Linked DNA regions of Mus musculus: regions 2, 3, 4, 5, 6 and 7 are each linked to region 1. A link is a contact called in public Hi-C and promoter capture Hi-C data. All regions are on one chromosome and are shown on one strand. Each heading gives the region's core, a stretch centred on a gene start, on an enhancer-like site or on the middle of the called end of the contact. The rest is flanking DNA. Distances are from core to core; before and after follow the strand shown. Region 1 holds the start of Sec23ip (Sec23 interacting protein). Region 2 holds the start of Bub3 (BUB3 mitotic checkpoint protein). Region 3 holds the start of Ikzf5 (IKAROS family zinc finger 5). Region 4 holds the start of 2310057M21Rik (RIKEN cDNA 2310057M21 gene). Region 5 holds the start of Xpo6 (exportin 6). Region 6 holds the start of Sbk1 (SH3-binding kinase 1). Region 7 holds the start of Spns1 (spinster homolog 1).

Region 1 (4,192 bases), core at 858-3,357:
CAGCACCTGGGGACTAAGACAAGAGGTCTGCCACAAGTTCTGGGTTACCCTGGGCTACAAAATGACACCATGTCTCAAAAAGTAATTAATAAATGAATAAACCTTAAAGACTGATATACTTATCTTAAAGCTGAAAACAGAAATGTTGAGCTGGAGAGATGGCTCAATGGTTAAGACCACTGGCTGCTCTTCCAGAGGACCTGGATTCAATTCCCAGCACCCACATGGCGGCTCACAACTGTCTGTAACTTCCAGTTCCAGGGGGTCCCACACCCCCACATAGACACACAGGCAGAAAAACAGTAATGAACAGAAAATTAACAAGAAAATGAAGAAGAGAATAGAAATGTCAAGCACCGACAATAACACACAAATTAAATATCATACATCAAGGAAAACGAGCGTGCATCAAACACCACTCTGGAGGCCGAGAACAATCTGAAAAACCCAAGGCACGACCTTACTGATTCCTGGACCCTTCCACAGTACTCTGGTCCAGCCACAATTCTTCACCAAAGAAAGCATCACTGAACCTTTCAGTCACACCGCTTCCATGAGGCAGGGGCACTCGTGGATCCATCCCCCCAGTCGCTCAGCAAACTCCCACTAGAAATTCTGTAGTCTGCATTCCAGGCATCGGGCCAGCCCCTGCTTTGACAAAGCTTACACCCTGGCCTGGTAGGGTAAGCGGGCATATGTACCTGTCAGACAGTTACGAGCACCGAGAAGAAACATGACAGAAAGGAGACACTGCAGATACACATGCTTTCAGTTGTCTTTCTTCCCTTCTGCGGGAAACTCCCCTTAGTCCTCCAAGGAGGAATTATTTGGTGGGGAAAGCTCAGCACCTAACAAGCACCTGTGTGCTAGGCACTAAAAAACAGGACCCTGAAAATGAAAAGAGGTAAGAAGTTCACAGTCCACATGGAGGGGCAGAGTACTTAGCTCACAAGTATTTACACAACAATACGTGTGGGACACTAGATATAGAACTCTACAAAAATGAGACAGGGTATAGTGACGAATGCCTTTAATCCCAGCACTCAGAGGCAGAGAGGCAGAGGCAGGTGGATCCTTTAAGTTTGAGGCCAGCCTGATCTACACAGTGAGTTCTAGGACAGTCAGTACTACACAGAGAGACCTTGCTCTCAAACCCAGGGATAGGAGCTGAAAACATGAAATCTAAGCAGACAGGTAAAATGTCATGACTGAGGCCACACAGCAAGTTAATGGCAGTGCCGGGTCTGAACACAGTCTGTGCTCCAAACCACCAGAGAGAGACAGACGAGAAAGAGAGACAGAGACAAACGAGAGAGAGAGAGAGAGAGAGAGAGAGAGAGAGAGAGAGAGAGAGAGAGAGAAATCAGCCTTCCCAGATATACACAGAGCTTAATCAAAAGTGTAACGGGGGGGCTTTTACTAGGAGAGAGTGTATAGTCCTCTACAAGAGAGGCATTGTCTCCTCTGGAGAAACTTACTGTCTCCTAGGTGATGTCCTACCCTATCACCGGTGTTTCCCAGTAAGAGAGCAGCTTTCGGATTCTAGCAAAGGGTAACTGTCTAATTTAGCTGCGTTTTCTGCCAGCACCAGCACACCAGTGGGTGTTCAACAAACAGTTGCGCAATGACAGGAGTTCCAAGCCTCATCACCGGAGCCCCTCCTCCAGGATCCTCCAGTCCCTGGCCCTCTGAAAGCTGGTCACTGCTGACCCTGGCAAGCGACTCAGAGCAGGCGACACTCCTGTCCCACCCGCCTCCCGGGACAGACACTGGCCCCCAAGCGCCCTCGGCTCACTACCTCCGGGTAAGAGCAGGGAAGCCGGGGAGGCGGCGGCCTGCGTGACGGGGATGAAGGGCACGTTGAAGCTGAACTCCGTGGCCGAGGAGGAGAAGAGTAAGTTAGTGCCTGACGAGGAGGCGGACGCTCCGCCGCCGTTAGCCTTCCTATCCGCCATGGCTGCAGACCCCCGGCCGTTACGTGGCTCTGCGAGCCCGGTGCTGCACACAGACCGGAAACCGGTTAGCGAGGATGCCACCGCACTTCCGCACTTGCGCACAGGTGCCACAGGCCAGCGACTCCGGGATCGGTTTTCTTCCGGAATTTGACGCCGCCCAAAATCAATAAGGTGGAATCGGCTTCAGACCCAAGCCTATCACGTGACAGCCTCGGTCTCGCGAGACTGGGTCAGCCTCTGGAATCACAGCATAGAATAGAGAGGTGTGGCCGATGAATCCTAGCGTTAATTGACGCTCGAAGTCGCAGATTCTGAGATGTCCTGGACGCCCTGAGTTTCTCATGGAGTATCTGTTTTTGGTTGGTTGGTTTATTTGCTTGCTTGCGAGGCAGGATCTCTCTATGCTGCCCAGACTGACTTTTTATCCTCCTGCCTCAGCTCTTCCATTTCTGAGATTAATACCACCACACACTGCAATTCTTATATCTTTATGACAGGCGGTCATAAGAATTGGAAGTAAGAATTATTATCGGCTGGGTTCCTTTTTTTTTTTCAGTTACGTTTTCATGATGTTGCCTGGAATTCTCAAGAGGTCTGTCTGCCTCTTCTTCCCAAGAGCTTAAAAGGAGTGTGCCACCACTCCAGGCTACTATCTCCTTGAATGTGTGCATCAACAAAAAGTGCCTTTGGTAAGGCAGTTCCAAGTGGTAGACGATTTATGTTTCAAAGGGGCAGAGAAAAGATGTATAATTGCAACATTCTAGAGTTACTGCTGTAATTTAGGGTTTGGGGACCTATCTGCCTACTACCAGGTTTTGGCTGGAATAAAAACATTAAATTCTGGCAGTGTTGAGTTTACCTCGACAAGCATTTCAACGGGGCCAAGAAGTACAGAGCTTAGTAATGGGGAAACTTCTGGTGAGTCATAGATAACATGGCCTCAAACTGCTAAAAGCCATGCTAGACTAGAAGTTGGTCAAGAAAATTCTCTTTATCATAAAGAAGCAAGGCTGAGAACCATATACCAGAGAGTGATATATGAAACAGACCTGAAATCCTTCCTTTTTGGGTTTACAATCTGGCAAAACAATCAACTAAACACAAAATAATATAAATGGCAGGCTTTCCTTAAGTGTGTTTCCTGGAACACTGACATCATCTGGGGACAGAGATCTAAACATTCTAGGAAGAGCGAGCATGTATCTCTCTCCATCAGATCATTAGCGAAAAACTTAAGGAAGAAAAAGCTTCCCTGAGGAAGAAAAACTAAAGTTGAAACTTGAGAACTAGGGCTTCAAACCTCTTTATGAGTGCAGGGATCCCAGAGGACCAGCCCTGCTGTGGTGTTGCACACCTTTAATTCCAGCACTTGGAAGGCAGAGGCAGGCGGATTTCTGAGATCAAGGCCAGCATGGTCTACAAAGTGAGTTCCAGGACAGCCAGGGTTATTCAGAGAAACCCTGTCTCGAATAAAAAGAGAGAGAGAGAGAGAAGAGAGAGAGAGAGAGAGAAAGGCCTAAATTCCAAAACCATCACTTTGCATAATTAACTTCAACATATGATTTTTTTTTATTTTAAACCATAACAGGAAGGGGAAAAAAAACTAAAATAACAATTAAGATGAGAAAAGGGACAGAAGAGGGCCCAGAATGAGATATACCTTTTAAGGGCATGCCCTGAGTGACTGAGTGACCACCACCTCCTCCTCCTCCTCCTCCTCCTCCTCCTCCTCCTCCTCCTCCTCCTCCTCCTCCTCCTCCTCCTCCTTCTTCTTCTTCTTCTTGTTTTTTGTCTGTTTTTTCAAGACAAGGTTTCTCTGTGTAGCCCTGGCTGTCCTGAAACTCAGAAATCTGCCTGCCTCTGCCTCCCAAGTGCTGAGATTAAAGGCGTGTGCCACCACTGCCCTGGCTGAGTGAACTTCTTCTAATCAGGTCCCTTCTTGACTGCACTCTTCCCAATTAAGGATCCATCGATAGGCACTGGAGATGTAGCTCAGCCTGGGCTACATAGTGAGTTCCAAGGAAACTAAGGCTAAATGCATAGATGATAGATAGATAGATAGATAGATAGATAGATAGATAGATAGATAGATAATAGATAGATAGATAGATGATAGCCTCTCTAAAGCCAGATATCTTAACACATAGCTTTAATTTGTTTATTATGAGGCACAGAGTTAAAATATGAAATTTCCCTCATTCGGTTCCAAGAACATGGCTACTCTCTCTACTGAAAGA
Region 2 (4,192 bases), core at 849-3,348, 2.8 Mb before region 1:
ATCACACCTGGCTCAGATGTGCTTCTCAGTCCACTCGGATTGCTCAAGCTGGCCTCTAGGTAGCCACATGTCTACACCCCCACCATCGCTTTCCAGTATACCTACATCCAATACAGGGCAGGCAAACAAAGCTCAGAGCGCTTTGCACGTCTTGGGTTCCATTCCAAATCCTGCCACAGTGAAATCATAAACCTCTTAAGAAATGTTTTTACACAGCCAACTGAAATACATTCTCCTGCTAAGAACGCAAAGGCATCACTAAGATAAATATGACGGGGCTACCGTGCTCCATTTTTAAAATGTACTTTTTTTTTTAGCCTGTGAAAAGACCAACCTAAAATATCAAACTGTCCAAAGAAATCCTGACAAACCGGACCCTGAGTCCAGTCCGCTGCTTAAGACTTCTAATAGTGACAGTCAAATGCTTAAATGATGCTTCCACTAGACACTTAAGACAGTGCTCAGGGGCTGGAGAGATGGCTCAGCAGTTAAGAGCACTGGCTGTTTGCTCTTCCAGAGGTCCTGAGTTCAATTCCCAGCAACCACATGGTGGCTCACAACCATCTATCTGTAATGAGATCCAATGCTCTCTTGTTATGTGTCTGAAGATAGCTATAGTGTACTCTTATAAATTAAATAAATAAATCTTAAAAAAAAAAAAAAAAAAGACAGTGCTCAGAAGGGGCTTTACTGCAAAATTCAGGTTCCATTTGTGGTAACTTAATCCAATTTTAAAAGTCTATTATCAAAGCCGTGTTCCGCCTTCACATAAGTACTGAAAACACCTACTCTTCTTAAATAAGCATTTCTACACAAATACACTAGTAAAGAAAAACTGGTAAAATGTAGCTATATTAATACCTTGATCAGTGTTCAAATCGTGCATTTTCAGTTGATGATCTAATCCACCACTCCAGGCATGCGTTGGATCCTACAAAGCAAAATTTGGGTTTGATTTTTTTTCTTTCTTACTTTTTTTTTTTTTTTTTTGGAAGACACTATGTAGCCCTGGTTGGCCTCAAAACTCAAGAGCTCTTCCTGCCTCTGCCTCTGGGATTAAAGTTGTGGCCACCACATCCTCCCACCCCACTCTTACATTTGGAGCCAATTCAAAGTTACAAAGCTTTAGCAAGCATTTTCAACATTGCTATTTCTACAGCCAAGTGTTATGTCCAGTGTGACAGAAACTAAGAAGCAAACAAAAATGCAAGTTAGTGATCTCCACAAGGAAGCAAATACAAGGTGGACACCAGGAGTTAAGGCTAAATTAGACAACATTCATTACTTTTCAAAGGATAGCTAAAAATCAGTCTTGCTGCTAACTTCAATTATCTATGTCCAGAAAGTTTACTCAAGTCTGAATTTACAAATGGAGATTGAAATTGCCACGAGAGAAGAAATAAGAACACAAACCATTGTAGTAGGCTTGATGCCAGGCTAAAGGGAAGAATTCCCGAGTAGTTATGAACTATCAGAATTCTCGAACCGTGTATGAGATGCTACTGGCAAGGCCTAGGACATCTCAGTATTAAGGGGACAGGAGCAGAAACTGAATCCACCTACGTAGAAGGCGCAGTCCAGGACAGCACCAGTGTGCTGGTACTTGAGCCTCATGGAATTGGCGGGCACATCGTAGAGGCGCACAGACGTATCCCAGGAGGAGACCAGGAGGAACTGGGATGTGTTGGGGCTGAACTTAACCGAGGAGATGCCATCCTCGGGTGGCTGGTTCAGCTTGAATTCGTTCGAACCGGTCATCTGTAGAACAAAACGCTAAGTCTGAGTTCCTAACCGGAGCAACAGAGGCCGGCCACGGCCTGCGCCTGCGCGAGTCCCCCTTGATCCAGGCCGGCCGCCATCCCGCTTCCGCCGAGCTCCACCCGGCCTGGCCTCCTTCCTTGCCCGCAGATCCCCATATAAAACACAATGGACCTCGACCGGATCCCTCTGTGCATCGATGCGCCGGCCACGGGCCACAGATCCCGCTCCGCCCGCCCTCGCCCGAACCTCTACCTCCTGTCCGCCTAAGCAACGTTTCTGCACCGGCCACTACCGATCCGCTTCCCTCCGAGCACTCGCAGGCAAAGCGGAGAAGGCGGAGAGGAAGCTCCGGAGCAGGCCTATCATTGGCTGATTTTGAACGCCAACGGCTCGATCTCGGCAGCTGATTGGTCTGATTTACTGCTTGCCTCATTTTCCGCAGTCATCCTGTTCCGGCTCAAAGGGAAGCCGCGTTTCCCCCCCCCCCCCCGTTCACCGGGTCTCTTAGTACCTCCACGCCGAGGTTACATCTCTGGAGCTGCGGAGGGAAAACTACAACTCCCAAGTATGCTCAGGTCATGAAGGCGTTCACGCCCGCCCACAATTGTATGCTGCATGCTGGGAGTTGTAGTCTCCCTGGAGCTGCTTGCCTGAACATCCACAGACTAGAAGGCAGAAAAGAGATTTTATCTAGCTCTTGTGACATCCTTCTCCTCTATCTCTCAGACACAGAATTTCATTTTGGTTGATAACTACTATAGATATAAATTAATATTTTCTTTCTAGCCGTGCACATACCCCTGGACTTAATCCAGACTAGTCATACTGAAGAATAATTTCTAGTCAAAGGTACTATTTGCTTTTATTTTGCTGGGTTATCAATTTGTGAACTAGAGACTCATTTCCCTTGAGTTCTAGTGATCTCATTTTTATCGTTTCATCTCTCCACAGTTTTCAAGCACCTGAATGTCAGGCCTCTTAAGCAGCTCTGGGAATACACACTCAGTCAAACTACTCCTTGCTTTAGAAGAGTACCACACCCATAAGGGTGAACAGAGCAGGACACAAATATTTCCAATCTTTAACGATCAGCCAGAATCTCTTAGGAATGTTCATCATAGGACCTAGCATTGTGACTGTCCTCCCTCTCCCACCTTCCTCTGCATTATCATGGAAGTTGCAGGCTCAGTTTGCTGCACTTTCTGTTTCTAGAATCCTCTAAAAAATATGAGAATCAAAAGGTTGTTTTGGTTCTGTGAGAGAAAAGCAGTACTTAACAAACAACATAGTAGCATACTGACATGCAAAATGTTACTGAGTTTCTAATTAATCCTTGGATACAACTTCTTTTTCTCTGTCCCATCTTTTTGAGACAATCCCTTTTATTTTGAAATTGTTGCATGAAGTAGGAAGTTGTCTCTAGTTTTAAACTACTTAACTTTCAAGGTACATTTTTAAAAAAAAAGAAAAGAAAAGAAAAGAAAAATGATCTTGCCGGGCAGTGGTGGCGCAGCCAGCACTTGGGATGCAGAGGCAGGTGGATTTCTGAGTTCGAGGCCAGCCTGGTCTACAGAGTGAGTTCCAGGACAGCCAGGGCTACACAGAGAAACCCTGTCTAAAAAAATAAAAGTAAAGAAAGAAAGAAAGAAAGAAAGAAAGATCTTATGTGTGCACAGACTCTGAACTAAATGCACTTAAGATTCCTGACAATAACACACACACACACACACACACACACACACCAGTCTTTTGTCCTGATGATGGTTATTATGGCTAAAATATTCTGGTTGTCTTCCCTCTCCAAATAGTTCTAGTATGTGGTTCTTTCTCTCTCTTCTCTTTCAACAAATCAATGGCCAAGTTCAATTTTTTTTAATGCATTGAGTTGTTTTGCATTCTAAGTTTAGCCAAATAATTTTACCTCTTGACTTATTTGGTTCTCTTTCCCAGTTGTTTATTTAATTCTATTACTGTTTCCAGATTCTGAGCATAAATTACCTGCTAATAAAATCTAAGCATATTTCATTATCCCATGTGTGTATGATTCAGGCCCCTCTGGCCGCACACTTGCAGCCCAACTCTATTTGAGTTTTAAGAAACGTCAATCTTGTAAATCAAGTTTAGAGCCTGAAAAGAGATGGACTATTTTGCTGATTATTCAAATGAATTGCTAGACTTGAGATAGGAAATCTGGCCACAAGCAGAGTCTTGACCATTTTACAACACAAATGTAAAGTAAGTATGTGTGTGTGTGTGTGTGTGTGTGTGTGTGTGTGATATTCAGTTACCTGTTGCAGTGGTGAGTCGCCTGCCACAGCTAATGTCTGGGTGAGTAAAGAGAGTCAGATATATACCACATGACAACTGCGGGAAATGGCATTCCCTAAAATATTATGGGCAAACTCAAGTCGTTAATGCCGACAGTGACAGG
Region 3 (4,192 bases), core at 840-3,339, 2.7 Mb before region 1:
AACGTTTTCATTCAGCCCTCGCAACAACCCTACAGATAGGTACCGTCCTTCCCGACCCCCACTTTACCCATCAGAAAACAGACTCAAAGAGTTTAAGCAACCGCTTAAGGTTATACCACAGAGCCTGGGCTCTAGATCCAAGCAGTTTGGCACCAGAACTTAATTAATTAACTACCATGCTTCAGGCAAATTTCAGCAAAATATACTATTTTTTATAAAAGAGATCCAAAACCTACGCAAGACAATAAGGCACAAATCTAAACAAAATACTTCCGTGGTATCTCCGACCAAGGAGAAGCAGCAGTAGTTTTTGTCAAAGTCACCTAATCCTTTGTCTGAAATCGCTACATCTCAAGGTTAAATAGCTACTTGTTAAGAGGTTCATGCAAAGTAAGAGAGACTGGAAGCTGGAAGAGCACCAAGGGCTTGTAGGCTAGAAAAACAAAGGGTGGCCAAACTCAACAACCCAGACAAGTCTGCTGGCTACATTATTATTAAGCAACAATTATTAAACAGTATTAAATAATAATCACAAGAACCCATTTCTAATCCTTTGTGACAATACACTAACACAACTTTATTAATTTCCTAAACACCCCAAGCTTGTAAAACAATAAAATAACGTTAATTATCTACAATGTGAGGCAAAGAGGTGCAGACTTGCTTCACCGTTTACAAGCTACTTCCTCTCATCAGTAGCTTGTAAAACCGGGAATAAATACTGCAGGATTTTGATTGCTCGCCAGAATAATGGGTGAGACTTGAGACTTAACATCTGCCCGAGGAAATTTTAAGATTACTATTTAGCTGGAGGGTTTCCAGCTAACTACAACCACAGCAAAGGCACCCAACTGTCCTTTCACTTCAAAGTTAGCTAAATGGGCTCGTCAATCGCCTAAGTAGAGAAACATCCTCCAGGAAAGCTGTCTCTTTCAGGCACCTGAAGAAATAGCACCAAGTCCAGCTAACGTAGGTTTGCTCATGGTTCAACCCATTGCCCCCTCTGACTGGTCAGAGTGTCTTCTGTTATTCTGACAGATGCTGTCATCTGCACTGTACTGTGTGTCCTAATTCCAAGCTCAGGAAATCCGAGAGAGCAAAGGGAGGCCAGAAACATCCTGGTGAGACAAGAGGCTGGCCTCAGACCAAGTTTGAGGAAGAGGACTAGAATGGGCTTTTGGGCTCCTCAGAATCTAAGGGAGCTGGTCAGATCCCCGCAGTGAGATAAAGCCTAAGAAATTCCTTCCCTGAATGGTTAAGACCCAGAAATATGAGAGGTCCCTTCCAGCTGGGCTGCTGAAGGGAAGAGAGTGTCAATAGGCTCGACAAGCAGGCCTAGATTTTAGTCATTAAAAATCATCATTATCGGTTGGGTGATGGTGGCGCACGCCTTTAATCCCAGCACTCGGGAGGCAGAGGCAGGCAGATTTCTGAGTTCGAGGCCAGCCTGCTCTACAGAGTGAGTTCCAGGACACCCAGGGCTATACAGAGAAACCCTGTCTCGAAAAAAAAAAAAAACAAAACAAAAACAAAAACAAAAAAAACCCCAAAAAACAAAACAAAAAAATCATCATCATCATCCGGGGAAATGTGGCATGAGCTGGGACGGATCCTGAAGGAAAACCAGACGGAGGTGAAGGGTCTGTGGAGACCCAGCCCCAGGCTCAGCCCCCTCCACCAGCCTCCCAGACCCCCAGCCCATTAGGAAAAGATGACGTCGCCAGGAATCAGTGTGGCCACAGGCCTCCTGAGACGGTCGCTTCGACCGACCCCACTCACCAGCCCGCCCATACGCCACAGCTGGAGCGCAGAGACCGCCATCCTCGCTTCGGGCAGGGTGGCCCTGTTAAGCTCGCAAGGCTTTCCACGAACCCTTGCGCAAGACTCCCTCGGCCTGGCAAGCTCGGGCCCTGCCCACTCCGAGCATCCGCCCCTCACACACCCCTTTGAGTCCCCGCCCACTGCCGCCTACGGAACCCCAGGAGAGACATAATTCTCTCCTTGCTCCCTGCAGCACGCTCACGCGAGACTTGGGCAAGGCGTGGGGCGGGCGGGAAGGGAGCGGAGACACAACAAATATGGCGGCTACAGCTGCGACGCTGACGAACGCTGAGGCGGTGGCGGTGGCGGCGACGGCAGTGAAAAGGGCTGTGGGGATTCCTCGGTGCGGTTGTCAGGAGGTGAGTCACGGGGGGCGGTCAGCTTCCACGGCGGCGCTACGGTTACTCAGGGCACGTTGACGGAATGGCGGAAGGTAAAGTGCCGGGTTCATTGCTAGCCGGCTAACACCGCTTTCGCCTTGGCCACAGCGGAGGGTCCTGCGTGCCCCGTGGGCTGCCAGCGTGGTGACTCGGGACTCTCTTGGGCTCGTAAGTGACTGGGTGCGCCGCCCGGAGGCTCGCGAGCGAGTCGGCGCCGTCGGGCCGCAGCTCGGAGCTCAGGGTGGGGAGCTGTCTCCGGCTTTGACAGGTGGCGATCGCAGGGAGCATCCCTGTGTAGTGCATTCTCGGGGTGCCAAAGTCGACCCCAGCAACCCCGGTGTATCCTGGATAGGGTGTTAACCCCGGGCTGCTGTTGGGAAGGAGTTTTCTTTCTCTCATGACCTGGCGTCTACTGCCTGTACTTTCCAATGTTGGGAACAGGTGAGGCTGGGGAGGATCTTCCGACTCATTCAAGATTTCTGTCCCCGATCGATTCATCATCGATCGACTGTCGGGAATGTTCTTGGATGCTCAATGTGGCTCCTCCTCAGCTAAGCGTCCAAGTGCTGTCTGTCTAACTGTAGATCCTAAGTATAGTCAGTGGTAGCTGCCAGTAACCACATGGCCTCTTTAATGACTCCTTTGTGTGCTGGTCAGAACCGGACAGAGGAGTGAGAACGGACATGAAGACTTCTGAAGTTGTGAGGTCCAGGGAAATTACACTTAGAAGACACAGCATGAAAACAGCTGCTTAAAACATCTGGACTACTTGTAAGACTTTGTCTTGAGTTTATGTTGTCTTCAGCACAGCTGAGGATGAACGTTTTCTTGGAAGTTCCTTGCGGGGGAACTGGGATGTTTGAAGTTCTTTTCCTGTAAGGGTCCCGTGTTTCCCAGGAAACCGTAACTGTTGTACTGTGGGACACTGAAGATGGGCTTCAGATATGCCGTGGTTGAGTCCTGGTGGTTGTTACATATATTTCCCTGGCGATAGAGCTAATGTACTTTTATGTGCAACTGGACTTATTCAGCAACATTAAGCCTGGCATCTCTTGAAATTAGCATATTATATATGAATGGCATTGAAGTTTTTTTGTTAAAAGTAAATGACCAGTGGCAACATGATAGTAACACAAATGGCTAGGATGTAATTGTGGGCCACCAAGCTTGCCCTTGCTTTTTTTTTTTTTTTTCAGTTAATGATAATGACACACAAATTATGTTATTAACTTGTTACTAAGCCTGTAGTCCCTAGCAAAGTTTTCACTTACGTGTCTTTCTTTGCAGACTTCTTGTGGCTTTTGAATTTTAGTTGAAATTCCCTCCATGGCCTTTTGGACGCCTTTGTTGTATCTCCAGAGTAAATTTCAATTATTCAACATTTCAGCAGTGTTGCCGTGGAAAGTAAAAAGTGGAGCTAAATTGGGGTGAACAGGTTAGATTGTATCATTCTTTTTTTGGATTTCTTCAGATGTGGCTTCATTTCTGTTTTCCTTTTTATGTTTTCTGACTTCTCAGAAGAGCCTTATCACAGTGTTCATGCATTCAGAGTCTTTAGCAGACGGGAACTCAGGAATTGTGTTCTAATTCTTTTTGAAGGTCCATGTTACTCTGTATGAACTAAGTCTCGTTTGTCAGCCTTTACTAATGTAAATTCTCTTGGAGAGTAAATCTTTCAATGACCATAATCAACAGGTTATAGAAGTAAACACAGCTATTGAACAATAAAGAACTTCAGTAGGCCTGACTAACCTCTGGGTTAATTGTCACATAAAAAGTTGGGCTAACCCAGTACAGGGGAATGCCGGGGCCAGGAAGCAGGAGTGGGTGGGTTGGGGGGCAGGGCGGGGGGAGGGTATAGGGGACTTTCGGGATAGCATTTGAAATGTAAATGAAGAAAATACCTAATAAAAAAAAAGTTGGGCTAAGTATTCTTCCTTATCAGTAGTAACCCTTCAGTTAAACATTTCTTTTAAAGCAGTGCTAGGTAA
Region 4 (4,192 bases), core at 1,247-3,746, 2.6 Mb before region 1:
GTTCATGGTTTTTGCTTTGCTGTGCTTCTTTTTGTGATATAGCTGTCGCATCTCACCAATTTATTAATCCACAAGGTAGAACCATTTTTCACGAGTGCAGAATGGTTCCTTATGCCAGCAAGCATGCAGTCAGTAGGGAAAACAACTACGGAAACTGGCTACGACTGGAACTGCAAGGGAATTATAGGGCTTCAAACAGTGCGATGTAGCCGAGGAATCGCTTCCATTCTATAGTACGGGTTTAAGCTTGGCTGTGAATGAGAGGTTGTTCTTTTCCTCCAAAACTATTGAAAAGGGATAGTATTCTAGGGGGAGGAGATTGAGTTCACCAGGCTTTGAATGCTAAGATGTAAAGGTCATGTTGGTCCAGCCATCAGCAACAATCATTACAAGGGATAGAGGGCAGAGCAGAGGATATGGCGGTAATGAGAACAGGCGCAAGATGTTGGCTGAGAAACTCCCAGAACAGTTCAGATGAAGCTAACGCCTCAACACATGACAAGCAGAGATGAAGATAAGAGCTTTTGAGAGGATGGAGAAACGGTGATTTATTGGCAGGAGTCTTTTATGATAGGTGCCTTTAGTCTTCTGATTCATCAGCCTTATTTAAGGAAGTAAAAACCCGCAAGGTATTATTAATCTTGCACGCAAACCTGCAAGTTAGTGTTTCTAGAGTGTACTTCCATTAGGACTGTCTACACGTATTAACCTAGTTTATAACCAGAGGAGCCGGAAATACAGAGTAACAGGGCAAGACACTGCAAAGGCCTTCTTGCCACCGGCCGGTTTCAGGTTTACCCTGAATCTGATCTCCTTGAGCTGGAGAATCCTATGGAAAACTACTCAACTCCACTCTAGGAACCAAAGGTCAGAATGGCCAAGATAACGTATCTTAGCCTTTGTTGAAACTGCTTGTTTGTGCGGAACCTCCTCCAGCTAACTGTTCTTCTAAGTTGCTCATTTGTTCAGAACCCTCCTTGGTGGCTGGCTAACAGCTCATCTTAGCTTCTGTTAAAACTGCTTACTCCGTAGTGCTCTGATGCAGCAGCCAAGGGAGATGCCTTCGCTTTAAGGTCTCTTAAAATCCCATGTTCTGGACACTCAGGGGCTATACCTAGAATAAAGACTTTCAATTGGTTGTGCACTCTGAGGGGGCTCCCCATACTAAACAGAACAAGAATGATGACCACTTAGAATGTGGGGAATTTCTTTTAAAAATATAAATTGAGCCTTTTAGAATTAAAGGTTACTGTTTCTAGATTTTGTTTATACTGAATCTCTGATTTCTCTTTCAAACTTGATGAACACATTATACATACACTCTGGTGACTGTCTATAGAATTCAATCATCTTTTTCTTGATGACATAAACACGTTTTTTGAACAGGGGTACACATACAGACTAAAATGAAAATTAAAGCAAAACGTTTTTTCTGAGCGATGAACAAAAAGTTCTGGGACAAAACTAGGTTATGGCTGAACAAAACTTCCCCAGAAATTATATATAAGGCCTCAAGCACAACTTTAAAATTCAGGTACTCCACATTTCTGTAAACAAATTTCTCCCCTCGCCTCAATAGATGTTTAAATTATCTACACAACCCACTTCAGGAAGATAATGGGGGTGGGTATGGGGTGGAACGACAGCCGATACCTAGCTTTCTTTCCAATGAGTATAAAGTTTCAAGTCCCACTTGTCACCACAGAAAGTTTGACCGTACAATGTACTTCTGAAGGGACCAAGGCCCATTGCCAGTTTTTGTCAAGGTTATGAGTGAGAAACCTTAAGTCGCAGCTTTGAGCCTCTTGGACATTTTTAACCTTGAGAATTCTGTCATTTAGGACGTGCAAGCACGCTCCACCGGGTTCCTGAGGCTCGGAAGCCGGGTCTTAGTGGGTTCAGTGTTTAGTGCCTTCGGCCACTCAGCATTATTCTGCAATGCTAAGCGCCGCGCTCCACTCTACAGCCCACGGAGGTGACCTGAGCAGTGAAACAACGCGATCAGCCGTGGTCGCACTGCTTCAAAAGCAGCCTGCATGGCCTTCACTCCACGGGCTGGCGCAGGAAGGGTCCCCGGAGTCCTCTTCCGAGGACCTCGGATTGGGAGCTGGCTTTACAGGCTGCTTGAGCCAAGGAGACCGCACCTATCTGCTTTGGTACCACCCTCAGGGTGCCGACACCGCCCAGGCGCCACCCCACCTCCCACCCTAAAGCGTCGCTGCTTTGCCAACGTGGAAATAAACCCCTGGGTTCCCGCGCGCAGAGCACTGCGCATGCGCGCGGCACCTGCCCCAGGAGCGGAGGAATTCCGCGCACGAGCCAACCCCTGGCTCTTTTCCGCGGAGATTTTAAACCAACTTCTGGAAGGGAGACGAACACGCATGCGCACGTGTGGTGGTTGGGTCCCGGGATGGGAAGGGTTGGAGTGGGATGGGGTGGGGTCGGGGGAAGAACCGGAAGTTGTGCTGAACCTTCACCTCCCCTGGGCACTGAAGGAAACGCAAGCTCTGCGAGAGAGGTTCCGACGCCGCCTGGGTTGGAGGAGACAGAATGGAGACCGCGATCGAAGACGCGGGACTGGACCGCGGCCCGACGCTGACCTCGTCCTGGGATGCGGCGTGCGGGGCGCTGACCCAAAGCCTTTTTCTTACCCGGACTGGGCCACGTGCCCAAGACTTGGACTTCGAGCAGCTACTGGAGCCGCCAGCTCCGAGGTGCGCCGGGCCAGGGCCGGGGTCGGGTGACAGTCACGCTGCTGAGGAGCCGGGAGGAGGACGGGAGCCGAGACGGGCGAGGGAGCCGAGCGAGGCCGCGGGGACGGCATGGGGGAGAGCGGTGGTGCCTGGAGGTGGGCGAGGCTGCGGGCAAAGGGTGCGCGCTGGGCCGGAGAGGCCGGGAAACTCGTGTTCAAGATGCCCTCCTGTTACAATCCTCCTCGCCCCCCACCCGCGAACGCCCCCAGTCTTCTATTTGGGGGGAACAAGAACCACGGCGTCTTGGAAAAAGACACATGGTTGTTTTAACATTCAGTAAACGCTTTTAATTGACTGCGAATGAATTAGATAGTTGAATAGGCTGTCCACGGTCTAGGAAAAGTGGACGGGAATGAATGCCCTGACGCCTCAAACCTCTGTTCCTTATTAATTCTGTGAGAAGTATCTGTGGGTGATGGGGAAGGTTCTTGGTTCTCATGGCAAGTAGAGGTGAGTTTGAAAGGATTAATGGGTTATGCTTCTACTCGGAAAACTTATCTCTGTGATTTTTTTTTTTCAATTTTCTTCTCAGCCAGGATCCGGTTAGTCTGAAAAGCAGCCTGAGCCCCCGAGATGAAAACCCCTGCTTCATTTACCTGAACTGTGGCCCTAATGGGGGTGAAGAAATCCTTTCGGTTGGCGTTCTGAGTTCAGCAAGAAACATGGAAGTATACTTAGGAGAGGAGTATTGTGGAACCAGTCGAGGCAAGACTGCCTGCACTGTCCTGGATGACAGGTTTGTGACTTGTCTAGATGAAAGTGTTCATATGAATCAGTGTCTTTATTCTCAGCTCGTAATGTTTGTGGATTTTCTGAGACTGACAGGACAGGAGTCATTAGGGAAGAGAAGTTAAAAACATGCCAATAGACATAGGTTAGACCACTAAGCCTTCCAACGGCAGGGTTGATGAGCAAGCTTAAAAATATGGAGATTTCGGGCTAGTTAACTGGAAGTGAGTTGGCGGGTCACTGGTAATTAGTGGAAGAGCTTTATTAGAATGCAGTCCAGGTAAGCATTCTTGTTCTCACGTATCTCAGCAGGATCTGTTTAACAACCATTAGACATTCTGAAACTGACTCTCTTCCCTTCTAGAAGGCTCCTTGTGATTGATATATCAAACTAAGACTGTCACGGCAGCCTATTTACTGACCTATTAAAAGATGGACAGTTTGTGATTTTTTTTTCCCCCCAGTCTTGTACAGGGTTCTGCCCAGATCTGTCCTGAACATAATGCATGCTCTAGGTCCTGCCTGTGTTGGAAAGAATAGTAGTGTTTATAGAGCGTTAAAGTATGCCATGTGCTCCCTCGTTCAGTCCCCCATATAGCTGGCAAGTGGTAGGTACTGCTCCTCCACGCGGTGCAGCGCAGGCAGGAGCCCATTACTCCCTGTACCTGACCAGGAAAAGGGAATCTCTGAGATGAAGGAGTGTCCCGAAT
Region 5 (4,192 bases), core at 502-3,001, 2.5 Mb after region 1:
GTGGAAAATCATTAAGTTATAAGGTGGATGCGTAGGTGGGGGTGGGAAGCAGCCATGAAGTTTTAGGGTAGAGGGAGAAGGTGAGAAGGGTCAGGATGCTAGTGTGGAATCTTTGAAGTGAGTAACAAGTACTTGTGAATAGGGACCTCAGCAGCCTGGAGGCCACGTGGATATGCTGATAAGTGCCATAGCTATAAGTCAGTGGAGAGCCAGGTGTCCCTTCTGCCAGAAGTAAGGGAAAGGACTCCTTTTGGGGGAATAGGAACTTGTTTCACAAGTTTCCTAGGAATTCTGGCTTTTATCTAACACCAGAATTCCTTCTATAGTCCATCTTGAGCTCATTCTGGATATGTGGACTGCCTGAGACCTAATGTGTGTGTGTGTCCCTGTGCAAGCATGATACTAGTGTGGTCAAAAGACAACAATTTGTGGTAATTTATTTTCTCCTTCTTCAATTGGGTTTTGTTTTAGTCACTGTTTTATTGCTGTGAATATATACCATGACCATGACAACTCTTGTAAAAGAAAGCATTTAATTGGGGGCTTGCTTCCAGTTTCAGATGGTCCGTCTATCATCATGGCAGGGAACAGGTCGACATGCATGGTACTGGAACAGTAGCTAAAAGATACATCTGATTCACAAAAGGAGACTGGGTTTGCCATTGGCTTTTTTTTTAAATGTTTATTTATTTATTTATTTATTTATTTATTTATTTATTCTATGTAAGTACACTGTAGCTGTCTTCAGACACTCCAGAAGAGGGCATCAGATTTTGTTACAGATGGTTGTGAGCCACCATGTGGTTGCTGGGATTTGAACTCAGGACCTTTGGAAGAGCAGTCGGTGCTCTTAACCACTGAGCCATCTCACCATCCCTGCCATTGGCTTTTGAACTCTTTTTTTTTTTTTTCTGAGACAGGGTTTCTCTGTGTAGCCCTGGCTGTCCTAGAACTCACTCTGTAGACCAGGCTGGCCTCGAATTCAGAAATCTGCCTGCCTCTGCCTCCCAAATGATAGGACTAAAGGCAAGCTCCACTACTGCCCGGTGACTTTTGAACTCTTAAGGCCCACCCCGAGTGACACACATTTTTCCAACAAGACCACACCTAATCATTCTAATCGGTTTCAAATAGTGCCACTTCTGATGACTAAGCTTTAGATATGGGATAGGCATTCTTATTTAAACCAGTACAGGTTCTGAGGATTGAACTTAGATTGGGTTGTCAGACATAGTGGCAAGTACCTTTAAAGGCTGAGCCATATCCCATAAAAACTTATTTTATTTACATGCATGTTTGTGTACCTATATATGTGTATGCTATGTGAGTATGGGTGCAGGTGTCTCCAGAGTCCAGAAGAGGGTGTTGAGTCACCTGGTGTTGGAGTCTGGAATTAGGGATGAAGCCAATTTAGATCGTGACACTAAGTGTTTCAATTTCATCCTGTGACACTTTCTGGTCCTAGGACCCAGAACTGTGGACTGAATGAATAAGATCCCAGGAGAGCACAGACCAGCATCGCCGAACTTCTAGTCCGGTGTCAGGGTCCGGAAAGATGCTCAGAAAAGATTTGCGGAATGAATGAGTGAAAAGAAACGAAAGGGAAACCTTTCCTTTACCAAAATGGCCGCGTGTCCCTTTACCAACGCGGCGGTCCCTGGCCTCTTGGGCGGGGACGTGGTGGGCGGGGCCAGTGAACAGTCAGGTGCGGCCCCGCCCTCCTCTGCCCTCACTTGATTCCGGATTGGTCCGGTTCCAGCGCCGCAGCAGGCCGCGGGCTGAGGGGCCGCCTGGTGCTCGCCACTTCCGGCGCGTTGGGCTGTTGGCAGAGGGTGGCCGCGAGGGGCGAGCCGCGGCTACTGGTGGCGCGCAGGGATGCGGAGGGAGCCCGCCGCGAGGACAGAGGTGGCGAGGACAGCAAGGGCCCGCGGGCCTCTCTCCTGAGCCGGCCGCGCCGCCCAGGCCCAGGCAGCCTCTGCCCCTTCAGTCTCGGCTGAGGCCCGTCGCCGCCTCGGGCCGCGGAGGCCGGGGAGTCCCTGCCTGGGCCCGCAGCCTCCCTCTCGGGGGTCGGGCCCAGGCGGGGGGCCTCGTGTAGCCGCCTCTGAACCCCATTTTCTGCTTTTGCGTTTCCCCGGGGTGGGCCGAGGTCTGGATGAATCGCTTCGGGGGGTCCCCGAAGGGGCCCGTGTGCTCCTTTTAAAGGTGCCGGCGGGGCCCGGGTAGGGAACCGGTTGTCTTTGCATGGGCGGGGGACTCCCCGAGCCTGCCGGGACCATGACCTGAACTGTGCGAGCGGGACACGACGGATCCCAAGAGCTAGCTCACCTGAGCCATCCCCTTCCCGGCCAGCATGGTGAGTGGGTCCAGGGACCGGGTTGGAGGGGTGGCAGTGGGCCTCAGAGCAGCTGAGCCATCTCTTCTTCCCTGAGGCGGGGAGAGGCGCGTGCGAGCCTGGCCGGTGACACATGCGTGCAGGGTGTGCAACCGGCTGTACGCTCCCATTGCCCCCACCCCCACCCCCACTGGATGTCTTGAGTAGCGCCACGGATACAACCCCCTGCCTCACTGTTGGCTGTGCCCTTGTGCAGCAAGTCGTGATTATCAGTATCATTTATTTATTGATGGCATACTGTGTGTCATTTCCTTTGCTAAGTCAGTGGTATGTATTTTGTTAGTATATCAACCCCCTGATTGGAAATGGGGGATACTTGAGGCAAGAAGCAGTTAATTACTCTGCCCAAGGTCAGTTGACTCTTTTGGGTTAGTAGCACTATTTGAACATAAGCAATCTGTTATAGAACTGGCTGGATTTTTGGAGACCATCTGTCCAGCGGTAGGTTTGCGTTTGCAGAAATCTAAAGTAGTATTTGTAGAGGTTACTGGTTACGGATACAGACGATGGCAGAGTCAGCAGTGGGGTCTTTGGACATCTTGGTTGCTGTTCTTTTTGTTTTCTGCTCTGGCCTTTTCCTTGGAAAACTATGCATACTTTCAGGTCCCACTAAAAAAAACCTCTCTGAAAGGAAAATACCTCCTCTTCTTGCAGGCTTTTTAGCTTTTCCATAGTCCTTGGGGTTTGTGTACTCAGAGCAGTTGGTTGAGTGCTTGTCTTTTGCCATTTTAATGTTTCTGAGCCTTATCTGCCCATCACAGTAGGCAAGGTGAAGTTAGTCCTCTGATTCTTTATCTGCCTCAGTTTGGCATCTAGCCCATGATGAGTGAGTGCCCAGCCTGGGTTTGAGCACTGATCCCCCCCCCCCCCCCCCACACACACACACACATTGCCTGGCGATTAGAGGTGTATTGAGATGTGGCTGGTGCACCTTTTTAATGCACACATCAGACCAGACTGTCAAACTCTTAAGGGGTGGGAGGGTGGGTGGGGTACATAAAGTCCTGGTTAGTGGAAAGAGGTTGTTCTAAGGCACTCACTTTGTCCTCCTGGGTTTACAACCAAGCTGGGTAAAATACACCATTAAAGCTGAGCAGCATGGTATGATTTGTGCTATATATGGTGTGTGTGTTTGTGTACATACTAGACAAGGTGACAGATTTGTTGAACTTCAGTTTGTTTCCTGATCTATACAATGTACAGACAAGAATTTTCCAAAAGTAATTTAAAGATAGGAAACATATATGAATCCCACCCCTTCATTATAATTTTATGAAATGTTTGAATTTAAATATCCCCACTCCCCCCAGACAGGGTCTTCCTGTGTAGTTGTCTCTGGCTGTTCTGCACTCAGTACATAGACCCGCCTGTCTCTGTCTCCTGAGTGCTGGCATTAAAGGTGTGGGCCACTGTACCCAGCTGAAAGTTTGAATTTTTGAATTGTGATAAGGTACACTTAAGGACTTAGACTAATTTTCAGTTTTCTGACATGTACATTTCTGTTGTGTAGCTCTCATGGTTTATTTACATCGCCACGGAATTTCATCTCCCCAAACTAAAACATGGTATCATGACATACTGACCTTGGTCCCTCCTTTAGCAGTTCCTCTCCTGTCCCCTGGTCTCCAGTGTGTCTCCCTTTCTGTCTCTATCCTTCTGATCTAATCTTCCTACTTTTTTTTTTTTTAAAGATTGATTTATTTATGTATATGAGTACACACTGTAGCTGTACAGATGGTTGTGAACCTTCATATGGTTGTTGGTTGTTGGGATTTGAACTCAGGACCTTTGAAAGCGCAG
Region 6 (4,192 bases), core at 831-3,330, 2.5 Mb after region 1:
GTTCACTCTCATTCTCTCTGGGAAGTGCCACAGGCTTGATCAAGGTCACCTCATCTTCAGGGCAACTGGCTTTCGCACATCCTCTCCTGGGGGGAGGGGGGGTGGCTGCCTTGACTGTCCTTGAGTCTGCAGGGGGGATCTGCAAGAGTGCTGACCCAGGCTACATCTGTACTCATGGGGCAAAGCCAGCATCAGAGAGGAGTCCAGGCAGTAGTGATGGGAAGGTATCAGCTGCTCAGGTCTGATCTGGGGAATCAGGTGTCACAGGGACAAGGGGTCAAGGGTTGGGCAGCTGGTCCTGACATGGTCTGGACAAACAAAACAGCCCAAGGATCTGAAGCCTGATCATCAGGAAAAGATGAGGGGAAGCCCCAAACTCCAGGGCTGGAGCTTCAGACACGGTAGATGTTGCAATGAATGGATAAATAAACGAACAAAGAAACTTCTATAGGGCTCTGTGTTCTGAATCCTGCCTTCCCCAGCCTGTCTGCTCACCTCCTACCTGACTTTACACCTGTCTGTGGAAGGCTGAAAAAAACCTTCCTGCCCTTTCTCGGGGTACAACGCACCCAAGATCTTCCGGCATTCCCTGGGTCCTGGGGTTTAGGACATTTGTTGAGGCCCTCTTGATTGTAGATGCTTTGGAAAGCTTAAGCAAGAATCCAGACTCACTCCTGCATCGTAGAGGACACAGTGTCCCAGTCCCGGACTTGGCCCTAGGTGTTCCCCGGGTCAGAAAAAGGGAAAACACTCAGGTTTGCTGTCCTTGGGACTTAGAGGGGCAGAAAGGTGCTCTGACCCGAAATGGTTTCTTCATTCAGGGTACCTCCCTCCCCCAAACTAGCTGTTCACTGAGAGGGCTTGTCCTCTCCCTGTTCTGCAGGGAGCACAAAGAGGGACTGGATAAAGAGCCCCACTGAGACCTGAGCTGGGGTCTCAGAGTCAGAAAATAAGAGACTCATCCTCTCAAACACGCCCCTTCCCTGCCCTCTCAGACAAAGGCACACACCCAAAGCCCCAGCTGTCACCCAGAGCTGCAGAATGCAGGCACCTCTCACCTTTGGGCGCCCCAAATTTTCTCTTTCCTGTGGGGAGGGTGGGTGTCACTTAAGAACTCAGCTTGGTCTTTGGGAGATGATAGTTACGTGTCTTTATTCTTCAAAGGACCTAAGGTCTAAGGCTCCAGGCTATTCCGGGGAGACTCTCCACCTTCTAACCCCTCTCCAGGGCGTCGCAACTCCTCTCTCCCGGGGTCCGAAGCTGTGCCCAAATCTCAGGGTTGGGGTGGAAGGTGGGGGAAGGGAGAGGAGGAGGGGGCGGCTCCTCCAAGCGAGACACAAAGAGACGTCCTTCAGCCTCGGCTCCATGGCGACGCTGAGGAGGGGGAGCGCGCACTCTGGACTTCCTTCCCCACCTGCAGGACTCTAGGGACCTCGGTACCACTCACCTGCCGCCCCTCACCTGGGTCCCACTTACCTGGGCTGGGGCCGCGGGGACGCCGCGGCAGGGGGCCTGGGCGCCGTGTCGATCTTCGTCTGCCCGGCCCGAGAGGGGCTCAGGGCACCACTACCACCATGAGCCGGGACGCTGAAGGCGTCGCAAGGGGCTTGGTCGCCCGGGTCCCGAGGCTTTGGGGTGCCCGCGGCTTCTCGTTAGCAAGAGGATCTTGCTGTCCTAGGTTTGGGGTCCCTGTGTGCCGGAGTAGCGGATTAGGGAGGCTAGCGCCCCAAGCCTGGGTCTCTCTGTGTCTTGAGGTGTGCGGTTGTAGCAAGCAGATCTTGGGGGGCCCGGGTTGGATCGGTCGCTGCGTCCCAGCAGCCGCGTGCGAGGATGGAGGTCACCGCTCAGCCGCTGGGGGGTTCGGGCGCCGCCGCTGCGAGCAGCCCGGCCCTGCGGGCTCCTGCCCCGGCCTGGCGCGGGCTGAGGCTGCGGCTCCGGCTGAGGCTCCCGCTCCGCCCGGCACTCGGGCTCCAGCGCCGGTGCCCGCCCGGGCTGCGCTCCATCGCGGCCTCGCGGCTCCGCCTCCCGCCGGCGCGTACCTGCCCGCCCGCCGCTCCGCCCTCCGCCTCGCGCGCCGCCGCACGCGCCTTTGTCCGCCGCGCCGGGTGCGCGCTCCGCGCACGCGCACTCCCGCCGCGCCCTCCCGCCAGGCGCCACGGGCCTGGACCTCCCCACCGCCGCGGGAGCCGCACGATGCCCCGCCCGCTTTCCGGCCACGCGGGGTCCTAAGGCCCGCCGGTCATTGGCATAAGCTTCTTTTTCTAGGTCAGAGCCCAGGAGGGGGCCAGAACGAGGTTAGAGAGGGCTCGGGGGAGTCACAGAGGGTCACCTGGTCCAGCTGCTTGGTCCCCGAGGGGCTAGACTGTCCCAGACTATTCCAGCCTGTGCTTGTGGGGCGGAGCCTGGATCTGTTTCAAAGAAGAAAAATAAATCCGAGCTCTCCTATTCAGAATGCACTCGCTCATTCAACTACCGGTCCATCTGTTCACCCGCCTGTCTGCCCATTCATCCTTCCACCTATCCATTCGATTTCCAGGGGACCTCATAAGACTACTAGGCTACTCAGAGACCTGGGGTCTGTGGGGCCGTGCAGGGTTCAGGCAGAACTTTCGAGCTCTGCTGTAGGGAGACCGCGAAGTAAGTTTAAGGAAAAGCTGGGATTAAAGGTGTATAGCAGAACGGAAGAAGGGGGTGGGGGGTTCCTGGCTGAAGCAGCAGCTGTGCAAAGCCACCCGGGTGTGAAGAGCTTTGTTCATTAACCGGAAATTGTAGCCTGGATGCAGGTGGGGCGATCGAGCAGAGATGGCGACAGAGTGGGAACAACGAACGCATCCTTCCAGAGGCCCAGTCTCCCATGCAGCATACTATTTTATTCATAGAAAAAGCCCCCGACGCACCCAAAATCTCTCCTCCTTTTAATCTCTGATCAGATTGTTTTCTCAAATTAGCATCCTCTTCCAACCACTCCAGCTGCTGGTAGAACTTTTAGAGCTGGTTATTGCAAACTCAGGTAGCCTTAGGTGGAGCTGGGAAGACGGCTTATTAAGTAAAGTGCTTGCCAGGCAAGCATGAGGGACTTGAGTTCCTCCAGTGCCATGACACCTGTAGTTCCAGCCCTGGGAAGGCAGAAACAGGTGGATCCCAGGGACCAGCCTGATCTGATCCGTGAGTTCCAGTGAAAGACCCAGTCTCTGAATAAATAAATAAGTACGGGAGGGGAGAAGGGGAACCAAGCGAGATGCTGCTAAAGACCAGGGTTCAGGCCCCCAGGACTCAGCTATGGCTGGGCAGGTGTAGCAGCCTAGAATCCCAGCATTTAGGAGGCAGACAGGATCCCCAGAGCAAGCTGACTAGCAAGACTAGCCGAATGAGTCAGCTCTAGGTTCAAGTGAGAAACCATGCCTCAATTTGTAAAATAGAGAACAAGAGAATCAACCTCCGTCTGCACATGCACACACATGCATGTGCACCCCACATACATGCAAACACACACATATGCATGCATACCACGCACCCACAAAAAGTTAAATGAGCTGGGGAGGGATTGAAGAATACACCTGATAATGTCAACTTCTGCCCTCTACACACACACACACACACCTAAGTTGAATAAACTACAGACAGGAACTAGAAATGTGGCTCAGTCTTGGCATAGGGAAGACCCTGGACTCAGTCCCCAGAACTGGACGAAGAAACGAAGAAACAAACACCCAAAGCTGATGCGCAGACTTCTGCTTGGCAGCCCACACTACTGCTACTGCTACTTGTAATCCTAGCCCACCTTCCTCCCACTTTTACTGAAAGTTAGTTTTCTGGAAACCAGGTCCTTTGTGGGCACCAGCTCTGTTGAGAACAATGTCTCTTAGGTTGCATTCCTAATGAGCTTGCCAAGCATCCCCTGTCCCCTCCAGGGTAAAGCTTACGCTGTATTGTGGTGTGAAGGAAAATGGCCTCCATAAGTTCTTAGAGAGTGGCACTGTTAGGAGCTGTTACCTTGTTGGAGGAAAGTGTGTCATTGGGGGTAGGCTTTGAAGTTTCAAATGCTCAAGCTAAGCCCAGGGTCACTCTCTCTTCTTGCTGCTTGAGGAAATGGGTATAGAACTCTCAGCTACCTCTTCAGCGCTCTGTCTGCCTGTCTGCTTCCATGCTTCCCGCCATGATATTGGGTTAAACCTCTGAACTGTAAGCCAGT
Region 7 (4,192 bases), core at 584-3,083, 2.4 Mb after region 1:
GTAAACAAGCAACCTGAGAGGGGTGGCTGACACCTTTAATCCCAGCATTCTGGAGGCAGAGGGAGGCAGGCAGATCTCTGTAAATCCCTTCATGCTCACTGCTCCCCTCCTAACCTTCAATCCATCTGCCACGGACTCAGCTTTTCTCAAATGCCAACATGATTTAAAAAAAAAATTTTTTTTGAGATAGAGACTCATTAGATAGCCCAGATAGAGTCAGTTTTCTGGGTTCAAGTGACCCACTTGCCTCCTGAGCATGTGGGATGCCTGGTGCGTGTGTCCAGACACTAGGTTTTCATTTGAATTGAGTAATGCAGTAGGCAACCTATTATGTCACGTTTCTTTCATCTCACAGTGTTTTACGTTTTTAATCTTTTATTACGTTTTTATTTTGTGTGCATGTCATGGCACATGTGTGAGGTAGAGGACAGCTTGTGGCAGGCAATCCTCTTCTGCCATTTGGATAGGGACAGAACTCAGATTGTCAGTATTGGTACCAAGTATTTTATCCTCTGAGCCACCTTGCTGGCCCTTACCTATTTTCGAACTCTCAATCTCTCTCTCTCTCTAACTTTCTCTTTCTCTCTCTCTTTCTTTCTCTGTCTCTGTATCTCATCATTATCTAGTCCAGGCTGACTTAAGACTCAATACAGTCCAGTCTTCAAATCCTCAAACTTTTATCTGCCTCTTCCTCTGCTGTGCTGAGAGGGATATTAAAAAAAAAAGATTTATTTTCTGTATATGGATACACTGTCGCTCTCTTCAGATACACTAGAGTAGGGCATTGGATCCAATGGTTGTGAGCCACTATGTGGGATTTGAACTCAGGACCTCTGAAAGAACAGTCAGTGTTCTTAACCACTGAGCCATCTCCAGCCCCAAGAGGAATCTTTAATTTTTTGTTTTGTTTTGTTTTGTTTTTTGTTTTGTCGAGACTGGGTCTTATGTACCCAAAGCCACATTAAAGTTAACTATTGCTATGTATCAAGGACCACTTTGAACTTCCAATTCTCCTCCTTCTACCTTTTGCAACGGGCTGGGTGAATGAGGTACTGGGGACTTGAGCCCAGGGTTTCAGGAATGCTTGGCAGTATTTACTATCAACTGAACTACATCCCAGTTCTGGAAGTGGGATCACAAAACAGTATTTTCATAGAATCATAGTATTTTGCATTCAGAATGTATGTATATTAAGGAAAACTAGCAACCTGAGACGGTTCGCCATGGAACACCTTTAATCCCAGCCTTCTGAAGGCAAAGGCAGGTGGATGCCTGTGAATTGGTGGCCACACTGGTCAAAAAAGGGAATTCCAGGACAGTCAGACATACAGAGAAACCTTGGAAATAAAAGAAAGAAAAATGAAAAAACAAGCCAAAAAAAAAAAAGCCTCTGCTCCGTGGGTGCTGAGATAAAAGGTTTGTTTAATTCACTGCCACACCTAGTGGGATTTTTTTTTTGTATGTTTTGTTTTCAAGACTAAAGGTATTAAAGGCATGTGCCACCAGCCAGATTGAGTTTGTTGTTGTTGGTTTATGATAAGGTTCCTCCGTGTAGCCCTGGTCACCCGGGAACTTGCTCAGTAAACCAGGCTAGCCTCGACCACAGAGATCGGCTGCCTCTGTCTCTTTAGTGCTGGGATTAGAGCCATATGCCATTTTTTGGTGCAGGGTACATTGCAGTTCATTGGTTCTGAGCCTCCGCCTGTCCTCCAGGAGAGACACCAGAGGGCGCGAGGACACTAGTCTTGGTTGGAGAAAAACTCGAGGCCATAGACAAAACATCCTCTTCCTCCTAAACTCTAGCATCTTTTCTTGGAGGCAGGGTCTCACTCAGTATGTAGCCCTGGCTGACCTGGAACTCGCTATGTAAACCAGGCTGTCCTTGAAATTGCAAAGATCTCCGTCCTTCTGCCTTCTCCTGGGACTAAAGGTATGCGCTACTACGCCCGACTCTATAGGAATCTAAATGTCCACAGTGAAAGCTCATGATTGGTAAACAAAAGGAGGCAGCTGCTCGCCGCTATTCATCCAACAATTACTGAGCAATGAAGCCATCAGCCAGTCACTGAAGAAGAAAAGAGGAAACAACTCACTAGCATCTGTAGAGATGTAATATTTCCAAATAATCCACTATCTCGTGAAATCGGATAAATGGGTATTCCATCTAGGCGATTGATTACACCAGCTTGCGAGGCCCCCTGGAGGCTACTGGTGGAAGTAGGAACGAGCGTCGGGTTACCATAGCGGAGGAGCCCTAGAAACCCTGGAGGCTTCCGTAGGCGGTGGCAGGTCACGTGTTCAATCCTTGCACCGGGTGACTTTCTCCGGTAGGGCTCCGGTGTCACATGACCTGCTCTTGGGCAACATGGCGGCAGTTGTGTTGCTGAGCTTGGACTGAGCAACAGCGAGTGTGGCGCGCTCCTTCCCGGGCTTTGGAGTGCGTCAGCGTGAGAAGAGGGACTGGGTCCTGGTCTTCCTGCTCCTGTCCCAGCGTCACCTGCACCTCCTGTGTGCTCTCCTCTGTCGGAACCAGAGGGAATGACGAAGCCCAGGGCTTTTCGCAGTGGTGCACTGTGCATCGGACCACGCTCCTAGGCGATAGTGGGCAAGTCTTCTCGCAGTCCTCTCTCCAACCTCCTTCCGTCGGAGGTAGGACCGAAGCGTGGGCGGTTGCGATTCCCCAGGGACCATGGCCGGGTCCGACACGGCGCCCTTCCTCAGCCAAGCAGATGATCCTGATGACGGGCCAGCGCCCGGCCATCCGGGGTTGCCAGGACCCATGGGGAATCCAAAGTCCGGGGAACTCGAGGTCCCAGACTGTGAGGGGCTACAGCGCATCACTGGCTTATCTCGGGGCCATTCGACCCTCATAGTGGTGGTTCTGTGCTACATTAACCTCCTGAACTACATGGACCGCTTCACCGTGGCAGGTACGCACTGATGCTCCGAAGAAGGGATATAGGCAAGGGAGAAGTTCCCCAGGATAGGGTCGCCTCTTGGCGCTCATTCTTTGTTTTTTCTTTCCAGGGGTTCTTACAGACATCGAGCAGTTCTTTAACATCGGAGATGGTAGTACTGGCCTCATCCAGACTGGTGAGTGAGGCTACTGCCCACACAACCCCTCGTTCTTAATTGCCTCAAGTAGGCCTACATACATGCAGGTTTGCCTAGTGAAGCTTTAGTGGCCAGGGCTCTTGGAGGCAATGGCCGTGGCTGCTCTTGGGCTGTCCACTTGAGCTGGGACATCGCACAGAGGGAGCCAGCTAGTTATTATGAGTCGGTAGGCAACACACTCATCCACTTTAAGCCTCATTTTTCTGGTCTGTAGAATGAAGCTAGTAATAAAATGGGCTAGTTCTTTAGACTGGTGTGAGGACTAGGTCATGCCTTGTGTGTGGCACATAGTGGGCACCAGGATACAATGGCAGGAGTGCTTGGCACTGCTGTGGGGGGAAAGTCTCCATTTCTGAGAGCCTATTATGTGCTAGGTCCTAGTAGTGCGCCCTAGAAGTGGTAGGGGCCCTACAAGGACGTTGGCCAGGTATTCTTGCCTATAGTTCTGTCAGCTGAGGAGTAGCATTCATTGCCTTTCCTATTTGTACTGGGAGAGCTACCTGTATTTTTATCAGAAGAGCTAAGATTTGCCCAGGGTCACATAAGCAAAGAGGTGAATGAGAATTTGAAACAAGGTTTTCAAGTATTTGTTTTTCCTACTCCAGGCCAGAGAGGAACTGGGTAGAAGCATTAAGTGTGCAGAAAAGAGAACGAGGTCAAAGGTCCACATGGTGTGGATTCAACACTCGTTCATTGGACACGTGTTTTATGCTAGGTTATGAATTAAAGGAGATGCAGACCTGGCCCACCCAGGAGCTGACACCCTGCTGTGCCTGAGGGGGTTAATTAAAATGGAATAATTTTTCAGATGGATAAGGCTTTTGTAAAAGAAGGGTAGAGCCAGGTGTGTTGGCACACTCCTTTAATCCCAGCACTTGGGAGGCAAAAGGCTGGAGGGTTGCTGTGAGCTTAGGCAGCCTTATGTACACAGTGAGACTTTCTCTCCTCCCCAACCCCAGAAGGAAAAGAAAAGAAAATGACAATCTGGTTGTGTCTGAGTTAGAATTTGAAGCAGTTGGGTTTTTGTGACGCTCGGGAGAGAAATGAAAATGTCCCAGATAGACGGGATGTGGGTGCT

The links. Promoter capture Hi-C pulls out the DNA fragments that hold promoters and counts their contacts. A called contact is a pair of places that touch in the nucleus more often than the background predicts. Capture Hi-C pulls out chosen DNA fragments and counts their contacts.
Region 2: a contact with region 1 is called in a Hi-C map of B cells, with 7 read pairs. The contact joins the promoter of Bub3 here to the promoter of Sec23ip in region 1. A contact is called at or near these places in 3 of 39 promoter capture datasets (liver, maxillary cranial neural crest and neutrophils), 1 of 484 Hi-C or Micro-C datasets (B cells) and 2 of 115 datasets of contacts at active chromatin or transcription factors (astrocytes and embryonic stem cells).
Region 3: a promoter capture Hi-C map of liver shows a contact between it and region 1, with 5 times the contacts expected there. The contact joins the promoter of Ikzf5 here to the promoter of Sec23ip in region 1. A contact is called at or near these places in 7 of 39 promoter capture datasets (the 3T3-L1 cell line, embryonic stem cells, hippocampal neurons and 3 more), 1 of 115 datasets of contacts at active chromatin or transcription factors (astrocytes) and 2 of 9 other capture datasets (adipose tissue and liver).
Region 4: a contact with region 1 is called in a promoter capture Hi-C map of liver, with 5 times the contacts expected there. The contact joins the promoter of 2310057M21Rik here to the promoter of Sec23ip in region 1. A contact is called at or near these places in 10 of 39 promoter capture datasets (the 3T3-L1 cell line, 3T3-L1-derived adipocytes, the C10 cell line and 6 more), 2 of 484 Hi-C or Micro-C datasets (B cells and olfactory sensory neurons), 4 of 115 datasets of contacts at active chromatin or transcription factors (astrocytes, bone marrow-derived dendritic cells, embryonic stem cells and 1 more) and 1 of 9 other capture datasets (liver).
Region 5: a promoter capture Hi-C map of liver shows a contact between it and region 1, with 5 times the contacts expected there. The contact joins the promoter of Xpo6 here to the promoter of Sec23ip in region 1. A contact is called at or near these places in 3 of 39 promoter capture datasets (liver and pre-B cells), 2 of 484 Hi-C or Micro-C datasets (CD4 T cells and regulatory T cells), 1 of 115 datasets of contacts at active chromatin or transcription factors (thymic regulatory T cells) and 2 of 9 other capture datasets (adipose tissue and liver).
Region 6: a contact with region 1 is called in a promoter capture Hi-C map of adipose tissue, with 3 times the contacts expected there. The contact joins the promoter of Sbk1 here to the promoter of Sec23ip in region 1. A contact is called at or near these places in 3 of 39 promoter capture datasets (liver and pre-B cells) and 2 of 9 other capture datasets (adipose tissue and liver).
Region 7: a contact with region 1 is called in a promoter capture Hi-C map of pre-B cells, with 2.9 times the contacts expected there. The contact joins the promoter of Spns1 here to the promoter of Sec23ip in region 1. A contact is called at or near these places in 4 of 39 promoter capture datasets (hippocampal neurons, liver and pre-B cells) and 1 of 9 other capture datasets (adipose tissue).

The regions. Positions count from the first base shown.
Region 1 is chr7:128,742,785-128,746,976 of GRCm38.p6, reverse strand. It overlaps Sec23ip (Sec23 interacting protein), which reads right to left and starts at 2,107. Exons shown (of 19, transcript NM_001029982.2): 1 at 1,799-2,107. The coding sequence starts at 1,955.
Region 2 is chr7:131,558,276-131,562,467 of GRCm38.p6, reverse strand. Bub3 (BUB3 mitotic checkpoint protein) reads right to left here and starts at 2,098. Exons shown (of 8, transcript NM_009774.4): 1 at 2,014-2,098; 2 at 1,564-1,758; 3 at 862-931. The coding sequence starts at 1,758.
Region 3 is chr7:131,408,375-131,412,566 of GRCm38.p6, reverse strand. Ikzf5 (IKAROS family zinc finger 5) reads left to right here and starts at 2,089. Exons shown (of 4, transcript NM_175115.4): 1 at 2,089-2,180. Acadsb (acyl-Coenzyme A dehydrogenase, short/branched chain) reads right to left here and starts at 1,966. Exons shown (of 11, transcript NM_025826.4): 1 at 1,780-1,966. The coding sequence starts at 1,821.
Region 4 is chr7:131,361,030-131,365,221 of GRCm38.p6, reverse strand. 2310057M21Rik (RIKEN cDNA 2310057M21 gene) reads left to right here and starts at 2,496. Exons shown (of 6, transcript NM_026655.4): 1 at 2,496-2,714; 2 at 3,286-3,489. The coding sequence starts at 2,551.
Region 5 is chr7:126,198,060-126,202,251 of GRCm38.p6, reverse strand. Xpo6 (exportin 6) reads left to right here and starts at 1,751. Exons shown (of 24, transcript NM_001311143.2): 1 at 1,751-2,353. The coding sequence starts at 2,351.
Region 6 is chr7:126,270,384-126,274,575 of GRCm38.p6, reverse strand. It overlaps Sbk1 (SH3-binding kinase 1), which reads right to left and starts at 2,080. Exons shown (of 4, transcript NM_145587.3): 1 at 1,477-2,080.
Region 7 is chr7:126,375,575-126,379,766 of GRCm38.p6, reverse strand. It overlaps Spns1 (spinster homolog 1), which reads left to right and starts at 1,833. Exons shown (of 12, transcript NM_023712.3): 1 at 1,833-2,930; 2 at 3,028-3,093. The coding sequence starts at 2,690.